Regions from separate parts of the Mus musculus genome. Here regions 2 and 3 are each linked to region 1. A link is a contact called in public ChIA-PET and HiChIP or PLAC-seq data. All regions are on one chromosome and are shown on one strand. Each heading gives the region's core, a stretch centred on a gene start, on an enhancer-like site or on the middle of the called end of the contact. The rest is flanking DNA. Distances are from core to core; before and after follow the strand shown. Region 1 holds the start of Aph1a (aph1 homolog A, gamma secretase subunit). Region 2 overlaps Vps45 (vacuolar protein sorting 45). Region 3 has its middle 19 kb from the start of Adamtsl4.

Region 1 (2,700 bases), core at 51-2,550:
CGAGCACATACATGTTGCACAGATATACATGACACAACCCCCTCCCACACACATAAAAATAGCTATTAGAACAAAAGAAAAGCTCCACAAGCCTCACATACCTAGTAAATACTTGCTAAGCATCTAAAATGAGTCCTTGAACACCGTGCAAGTGGCTGTGGGCTCATCATGCACAGATTGTTCCCCACAGCTGCTAACAGCTCACAGAGAAGAGTGGCCCAGACTCAGCCTGTTGAACACACATGGAATCCTGAACACTGGCCAAGATGTTCCCATCCTCCTAACCTTGGGGAACAATGTGTCTAGTGACCGCCAGACCCCCCCAACCCTCCACCCCCCCTACCCTCCCATCCCCCCCACCCCCCCACCTCCACTGATTCCCCTCCTAGTGACTTTTTGCAAAAACCTCCAGGAAGCCCGGTAATCTTTTAAATTTTTCTGTAGTTTGTTGTTGCTTTGTATGTACCCTCAAAAAACGATTTTTCTCATATATGATCAAAATGCTCAGATCCCATCATAGGATTCCTCTGTTCTGCAGACTCCTAAGGACCAACCCGTCCTCATACAAATGATGATTCCTGATAATATGAAATCTCTCTCCCCAGCCTGAGGAAAAGACACCACTCAAGTTTATTTTCCAGACTATAAATAAAGGAAGTATGACATCAAAGGAACCAAGCAGCTCGGCGTGGGGCGGGGGTGGAGGGGATGGGTGTAATTTCCTCTCAGTCCCATTGCTCTAGTTGCTTTGTGACTCCACGATTCCTTCCAAACATTTTCCTAATATTTCTCTCCCGGCTCCTCCTGCTTTTCTCATTCTGTCATTACAGAATACAAGTGGAGGCTTCATTTAAGACGTAATTCCTATACCAGGCTGCCCAAAGAGTTCCAACTTTTAAGCCTAACTTTGATCCCTCAGGATGCTTCTCTGGGTCATTTCCTCTAATTCAACTTAAGAACAATGTCCGTCCCTATCTTCCCACAACCTCTATCCTGTGCTCTTTTTTATTTGTCTCTAGAGTCAAACAGGATCTTCCTCCGACAAAGCTCCTCTAGTAATAGGTAGGGTGGCTATCACCCTTCTCTACCGAAAGAAAGGAAACCGTGGCCAAGGCGCCAGCGAACCCAGGAATCATTGTTCTGATTGGGCCCAGACTCCAGCCTACTCTTCTGAAGCCACTCCCAGCACCAAGAGGAGGGCTCTGAGGATGAGAGACTACAACTCCCAGAAGGCCATGCCGCCATGACCCCGCCTCTGCAGTTCCGCCCCACCAAGTATTCATTGGCCTTCCGGGGGTGGGAATTAGATGGGAGGTGGCCATGGGGCAGCGACCGGGGGTTGTTCCCTCTTCGGCTTCCGTAGACGAGGTCGGGCGGACCTTCGTCCGGGGTTTCGGCACCCCCCCTTCCCCTTCCCCGGGGTCCGGGGGTGACATTGCACCGCGCCCCTCCTGGGGTTGCGTCCTCGCCCCACGCGGACTCCCCCTCGGCGCGCAGCTCCCTTTCGCCTTCCTTGGCCGGGGTTCCCTCCCTTCCCCAGCTGCCCAGTCATGGGGGCTGCTGTGTTTTTCGGATGCACCTTCGTCGCGTTCGGCCCAGCCTTCTCCCTTTTCCTGATCACTGTAGCTGGAGACCCACTTCGGGTTATCATCCTGGTGGCGGGGTGAGTGTCGAGTGGTGGAGACGGGGCCGAACGTAGAGAAAAAGGTGCAGAAAGGGCTGGAGGAACTGGAGCAGGCTTGGGAGCCTGAGTTGGGGGGCAGAAGTCGGAAAAGGTTGGACACAGGGTCAAATCGTGATCTAGGAGAATTTCCCGCAGTCGGCTTCCGCCTTCCAGGGATTTCACAGATTCTTCCTGTAGTCCTCCCGGCAACGTCAGAGAAGGCCCAAGGCCAAGATTAATGAGGGGGCTGTGCTGACCTCGGCCAGCCAAGGATCTTGGAATGGATACCTAGTCTGTCCGTTCATGCCCACACACTTTGACTCTAATGAAGACTCTAACCAGATCTCTACCCTTTCTGCTGCTTTCAGATTCTTACAAATGAGTCTGTTGGTGGAGACACTTATCTGGTCCCTGTCTCCCTTACCATCCGGAAGTCTAACTTCCACTTTTCATACATTCCATCCTTGGCTGGCTCCCTCCTTGATTTTTCCATCTGCTCCTGTCTTTGCCTCTCTCATTGCCCTTGTGTTTTCTCAGAGCCTTTTTCTGGCTGGTCTCCCTGCTCTTGGCTTCTGTGGTCTGGTTCATCTTGGTCCATGTGACAGACCGATCAGATGCACGGCTCCAGTATGGCCTCCTGATTTTTGGTGCTGCTGTCTCTGTCCTTCTACAGGAAGTGTTCCGTTTTGCTTACTACAAGCTCCTTAAGTAAGGACAAGGGGGGCTCTGGAAGGGAGGGGGGACAGTGGTGTGCATGGCGGGAAGTGGGCCAGCCCTGCGATGGTGGTTGGAGTAAGGGTCGTTAAAGGGAGGGTATTGGAGGGGAAGGAACATCCCTGCCCTTCCTTCTGTTTCCCAGGAAGGCAGATGAGGGCTTAGCATCACTGAGTGAGGACGGAAGATCACCCATCTCCATCCGACAGATGGCCTATGGTGAGCCAAGGGAGAGGGACCAGAGGAGGGAGTTGGACACCCCATCCTCTCTTTCTGGGTAATCTAAACAGCCACGTATGCTAAAGTGTTTTTCTTCATACTTG
Region 2 (2,700 bases), core at 8-2,507, 140 kb after region 1:
GTAGTGCCCACTGTCCCTACATGGCAGGTTGTTTCTCTAAGGCCAAGATCTGGATGTCTTGGGCACTTCCAGTTTCTCTGGCTTGTTCTGTGATCCTAGTTTTTATTTCTAATCTTTGTTACCTTACCTGTCTCTGAGTGTGCTGGGGCCTAAATAAGGATAGAGGTTTTCCTTAAGCCTTCCTTTGATGAGATGATCCAGGGTCTCATGCAGGAAAGGCTGGTGCTGTGTATACACATTTTCCACTCCCTAAAATATGGAAATGGTTCTCATGTTATTTGGGGAAGCTAGCAATATGACAGTAATGATACATCAGAAAAGGAACATATACTCAATGGAAGCCTTATGGGATAGAATCAAACTGGAACTGGATAGAAATCAAACAGACCCCAACAGGACATTTGTGTCTGTGTGTAAGTAAAGGTGTGGATGTGTGTGCACGCACATGGACGTCAGAGGTCAGCACTGGCTGCTCTCCTCAGTGCCTCTTCACCATCATCTCCGAGACAGGCTCTATTCTTGAACCCAGAGCTCTCAGGTTTGGTTAGACTGGCTGGCCAGAGAGCTTGAGGGGGTCCCCTCCCCCTTCTATGCACACACTTCAGCACTGTGGGGTACAGTTACACACCACTGTATTTGACTTTTATGTATTTGATGGGGATCTAAACTCCAGTTTGAGCAGCAATCACTTCACTGAGTGAACCATCTCCCCAGTCTAGAACTTTAGAATATGTAAAAATTATTTTAATTAGACAGAATTGTTCCAATCTTACAAAAGTACTAATTTTTTAAAAAAGTACTAAATTAAGGCTAGTTATTTTCAATATGGCTTCAATAAACTTTTCAAGGAATTTAAAAATCTGGAATCTTTTATCTTGTCTGAATCTCATTCTTTGTGAAACAAAAAGAAAGGCCTGTAGCAGAGTTGGTAAGCCATAGGGTAGAAGAACACCAGGAAACTCATGGAAAGCTAAGAACAGGCCAGGGGCCAGAGAAGCGGTGCCGCTGGTACAGTGCCCCCCACCCCACGAACACGGGGGGGCCGTCAGAAAAGCTTCCTACCAAGTAAAAAGCTGGCCTACGAGAGCCCCGTGAAGGCACTGTCAGCCTGGCAGACTCTAGAATTACCTGGTCCATGGACTTCTAGGCATGCCTGTAAGGAATTGCCTTGATTATGTTACCTCACATGGAAAGACCATCTTAACTGTGGCCAAGACTTCACTAGTGAGTGGAGAAAGTGAGCCACACTTATTGTTGTCCTCTGTCTGTGTGACTGACTTCCCAGCAACGGATGGTTGTGCTTTCTCTTGAATTTCCTTCAAAGAGAAGCTTGTGGGCTTGAGGTGCAGCTCAGTTGGCAGACTTTGTTTATCATGCATAGACCCTTGAATTCTATTCCCAGCACAGCATAAACTTGCTGTAGTGGTGTATACCCAGAACTTGGGAGCTGGACAAATTCAAGGTCATCCTTGGCTACATAGTGAGTTTGAAACCAGCCTGCCCTACATGAGACTCCTCAAAAACAAAACCAACCAACCAACCAAAAAACAGAAAAACCACAAACCACCAACACACACACACACACACACACACACACACACACAGAGAGAGAGAGAGAGAGAGAGAGAGAGAGAGAGAGAGTGAGCGCAAGCACTAGCTTAATACAGTTTAAATTACAAACACGGGAAAAAGAGCTGTGACTGGCAGAACTGTGCACACTTCCTGGAAGTGACCCGTCACTGCATCAGTCCCGCTCGGCTCCCTGGCAGTGCAGGCACACTACAGCACAGAGGCAGCGTTTCAAGAAATTGTCCTTTGTGGATTCACTGGGCGGACATAGCTCTACAATTCAGAATATACTGTTAGAATCATATCAGCCACACTCAGACTAAAGCTATACCTTCAGTCCTTTGAGAAACTGCTTGGTAATAGCCACAGCATCTTTGGGACTGAAGAGGTCACTTCCTCTAACCCGTTTACCACCATATTCAACAACTGCCGACACAAGCTATAAAAGAAAAAAAGAAGAAACAACTTTTTATTGCTTAGGTATCAGGAAGCTCATTTCATAAAAAATAACTTTATTAGGGCAATGAAGACACGAGAGGACGGAACTGTGCACCTTGTAAATAAACAGTATATGATGTATTTTTTGTTGGGGCTGAGACTATAACAGACGTGGCTTCTGTGGTTTGGGCTTACTATATAAATTTGGGATTGGGTTTTGTGCTATGCTGTGAGTGAGTGTTCTCTGAGCCAAGCAACTGCCATTAGGGAGCTCAGCTGTGCCCTTGCTAAAGACTCCTCTCTGCGGGCCTCTGTGACTGCGTGTGCCCCACCCACCAGATTATCCAGCTGCTCCTAACCACCTGTTGTATGCAACTCTGCCTTAATGGCATATGGCTTCAGGAAGGGGACACAGGGAGGGGGAACTAGAGAAGGGGAACACTATCTCTGCAGGATTGGGGGGGGCACGCATCCCTGCTGGGTAAAGGCTTTCCCAGGGAGAGGAGCACCCACACCCCTCACCTGTGCTTTGTCAGGAACTCCAATAAACTGTGGCAGAACCATGACTGGTTTTGTTCTTGGGATCATAGGAGGAGGGGGTAGACATTGCCTAAATCTCCCCCTGGGAAAGAATTTTAGCAACAGAGTAAGCACATGGCAGTAATCGTAGCATCTGGGAGGCTGAGTCAGGAG
Region 3 (2,700 bases), core at 189-2,688, 190 kb before region 1:
AGGCAGGGTAGAAATTCCAGACTGGGATTAACATTTTCTACAATAACCCACCATGCTAGAATAGATTACAGTTTCATACTTTAGAGAGTAACAGACACAGGGAGAGGGAGAAAAAGGAAAGAGAATGCTGGTGTGATGGCACACCTGAAACCTAGGCTAAGGCAAGAGAATCTTAGGTTTGAGGCCAGCCTGGGCTACATAGTGACTTCCAAGACAGCCAAGGCGACATAGAGAAACCTGTCCCTAAAACAGCCATCAGTCCTAAAAGGGATGTCTTCATTAAACCTTTCTTCTCAGGGCTCAGGGAGCTATGAGGAAGAGGAAGCAGAAAAACTGTAAGAGCCAGCAGGGATGATGACACCAAAGAAACAGTGTGTTCCAGACACCAGGGCTGACACACATGTGAACTCTCAGTCTGTGGCAGCATGCATGGGCTAGCACAATGCAAGAGGGAGGGGAAGCCACTGCTACAAGGGGAAGTGGATACGGGGGGCTCCCATCCCTAACCAAGGAGGTCTCCAAGCGACATCTACTTGCAAAGGAAACAGATTTTCTCCAATACAATCTCACTGGGTATATTAACCACACTTACGGTAAGGCCCTGTGCCCAGCAACAGATGGCCAACCCCACACAAAACAAACTCAATGTACTTTTGTACACTTTTTGTCTGTCTCATATTGATTTGTTTTTTGTTTTTAAATTTTTATTTATTTATTTATTTATTTATTTATTTATTTATTTTGCTTGTGTATTGTTTTCTGGTTTTGTGTTTTTATTTTTTTGCTGTTGTTCCCTCCTCACCCCTACCACCCACTCCCAGCCAGTGTCTCTCTGTTCCTTGTGCTATTTTTGTTTGTTTGTTTGTTTGTTTTGGTTTTTCGAGACAGGGTTTCTCTGTGTAGCCCTGGCTGTCCTGGAACTCACTCTGTAGACCAGGCTGGCCTCAAACTCAGAAATCCTCCTGCCTCTGCCTCCCAAGTGCTGGGATTGAAGGCGTGTGCCACCACTGCCCGGCTTGGTTTTGGTTTTTGATTTTGTATTTAAAATTGTTTTCTCTGGTTTTTTTGGTTCTTTTTTGTTTGTTTGTTTGTTTGTTTGTTTGCTAGTTAGTTTTTCGAAAGAGAAAGAGAAAGCAGGTATGAAGGAAGGTGGGCGGGTGGGGGAGGTAAAAAGGCTCTGGAGGAGTCGGGGGAGGGAAACTGTGATCAGAATATACTGTATGAAAAAGATTACTAGTTCAAGGTTATCCTCAGCTACATAACACATTTAAGGCTAGCCTGAGCTACATGGGTCCCTGCCTCAGAAAACAAAAACAAAAGGTCTGGAGAGATGGTTCAGCCGGCAAGAGGCATAAGTTTGCTCTTCTGGGGGACACCGGTTCAATTCCCAGCACCTACATGGCAGCTCATTCCAGCCCTAGTATCATTCAGATACTGTCTTCCTCAGGCACTAGGCACAGATTCAGTGCACGGTCAATCATGCTGGCAAGATACCCATACCATGGTGGGTAGGCCGTAAGATGCTTCAGGATCATAAGGGCTTCGTGACCCTAAAGTGGAATTTCTTGTCAGGGAATGCCATGATGAAGGGACAGGATAGGGCCCTGGGTTTAGTCACTTCCTCTCTCTGTGGTTCAGTTCTTCAGTCTGCGGGCTGTGGTGAGAGACACATGTAAGAGAAAACGCTTTGTAAGCTGAGAAGGTTCCAGAAGACAGAAGGAGATGAGAACCTGACGGTAAAGAGCCTGCTCTCTGGGAATGTGAGTCACCCACCCAAGCCCGCCCTTAGGGAAACCCAGGTCAACCATGAAGTATTTGCCAGTATCACCCTCTTTATTTGTTTTATGGAGACTGGATCATCCCTGTGTCGCCCTGGCTGGCCTGAAATTTATATCAATCCTCTCTGCCTCCGACTGAACCGTCAAGATTACAACCATATGCCACAATGCCTGTATGGGGGTTTTGCCTGAATGTATGGCTATATACAACATGTGCCTGCCTACTTGGAGGTCAGAAGAAGGCATTAAGTCCCATGGAACAGGAGTTACAGACACTTATTAGCCACAATATAGGTGCCTGGAATTAGACTTATATCCTTTGCAAGAGCAGCCCGTGCTCTTAACCACTTAGCCACTGCTCTTGTCTTCTCAAATATTTTTTTAAAGATTTATTTATTTGTTTTATGTAAGTACACTGTAGCTGTCTTCACACACATCAGAAGAAGGCATCAGATCCCATTACAGATGGTTGTGAGCCACCTTGTGATTGCTGGGAATTGAACTCAGGACCTTTGGAAGAGCAGTCAGTGCTTTTAAACCCTTAGCCACCTCTCCAGCACCCTGGCCACTCTTTACAAGAAGTTTCTGTCTGGTCAAAGAGGAAGCAGACAAAACAGCTATTAAATGAAAGAGGAGGGGTGGATACAGGGGAAATGGGAATATTGATTGGCTCCTGATGGCCTGCTATGGAAAAATTTCCCCACCCTATTTGAAGGGACCGTTTGTTATAAGTGAGGGTTTCCTGAACCTCAAATCTCCGTGTGTAAGAGTTACCCTGGAGAGAAGCAGACAAGAGGAAAAGAAGAAAACTTCAGTGTCCACTCCAGGAGAGTCAAGCAGGGTGGCCAAAGTGAGGCCTCATTCTTCTGGGACTGGGGACAAGGTGGCTGATCTCTGGCTTTCTCTGAATCTTAAGGGAGCA

Evidence for each region. ChIA-PET counts read pairs in DNA pulled down with a chosen protein or histone mark. HiChIP or PLAC-seq counts read pairs in DNA pulled down with a chosen protein or histone mark.
Region 2: a contact with region 1 is called in an RNA polymerase II ChIA-PET map of memory CD8 T cells, with 276 read pairs. The contact joins the enhancer-like site here to the promoter of Aph1a in region 1. A contact is called at or near these places in 2 of 39 promoter capture datasets (hematopoietic stem and progenitor cells and macrophages), 7 of 115 datasets of contacts at active chromatin or transcription factors (the 230-238 cell line, T-cell acute lymphoblastic leukemia, bone marrow-derived macrophages and 4 more) and 5 of 9 other capture datasets (adipose tissue, embryonic stem cells, liver and 2 more).
Region 3: an H3K27ac HiChIP or PLAC-seq map of microglia shows a contact between it and region 1, with 3 times the contacts expected there. The contact joins the enhancer-like site here to the promoter of Aph1a in region 1. A contact is called at or near these places in 2 of 39 promoter capture datasets (hematopoietic stem and progenitor cells and liver) and 4 of 115 datasets of contacts at active chromatin or transcription factors (the 230-238 cell line, bone marrow-derived macrophages, microglia and 1 more).

What each region holds. Positions count from the first base shown.
Region 1 is chr3:95,892,621-95,895,320 of GRCm38.p6, forward strand. It overlaps Aph1a (aph1 homolog A, gamma secretase subunit), which reads left to right and starts at 1,301. Exons shown (of 6, transcript NM_146104.3): 1 at 1,301-1,663; 2 at 2,201-2,371; 3 at 2,523-2,596. The coding sequence starts at 1,551.
Region 2 is chr3:96,030,879-96,033,578 of GRCm38.p6, forward strand. Vps45 (vacuolar protein sorting 45) reads right to left here. Exons shown (of 15, transcript NM_013841.3): 12 at 1,901-2,008; 13 at 128-249. Among named protein-coding and RNA genes, the nearest start is that of Vps45, 26 kb to the right of the region's middle. Within about 2 kb of position 1,258, at least 81 of the 459 cell types and tissues checked have an H3K27ac peak or open chromatin away from gene starts, as enhancers often do. A contact at or near this core is called in the 230-238 cell line, T-cell acute lymphoblastic leukemia, adipose tissue and 4 more, where this site is marked.
Region 3 is chr3:95,706,058-95,708,757 of GRCm38.p6, forward strand. No RefSeq gene overlaps it. Among named protein-coding and RNA genes, the nearest start is that of Adamtsl4, 19 kb to the left of the region's middle. Within about 2 kb of position 1,439, at least 77 of the 459 cell types and tissues checked have an H3K27ac peak or open chromatin away from gene starts, as enhancers often do. A contact at or near this core is called in bone marrow-derived macrophages, hematopoietic stem and progenitor cells, microglia and 1 more, where this site is marked.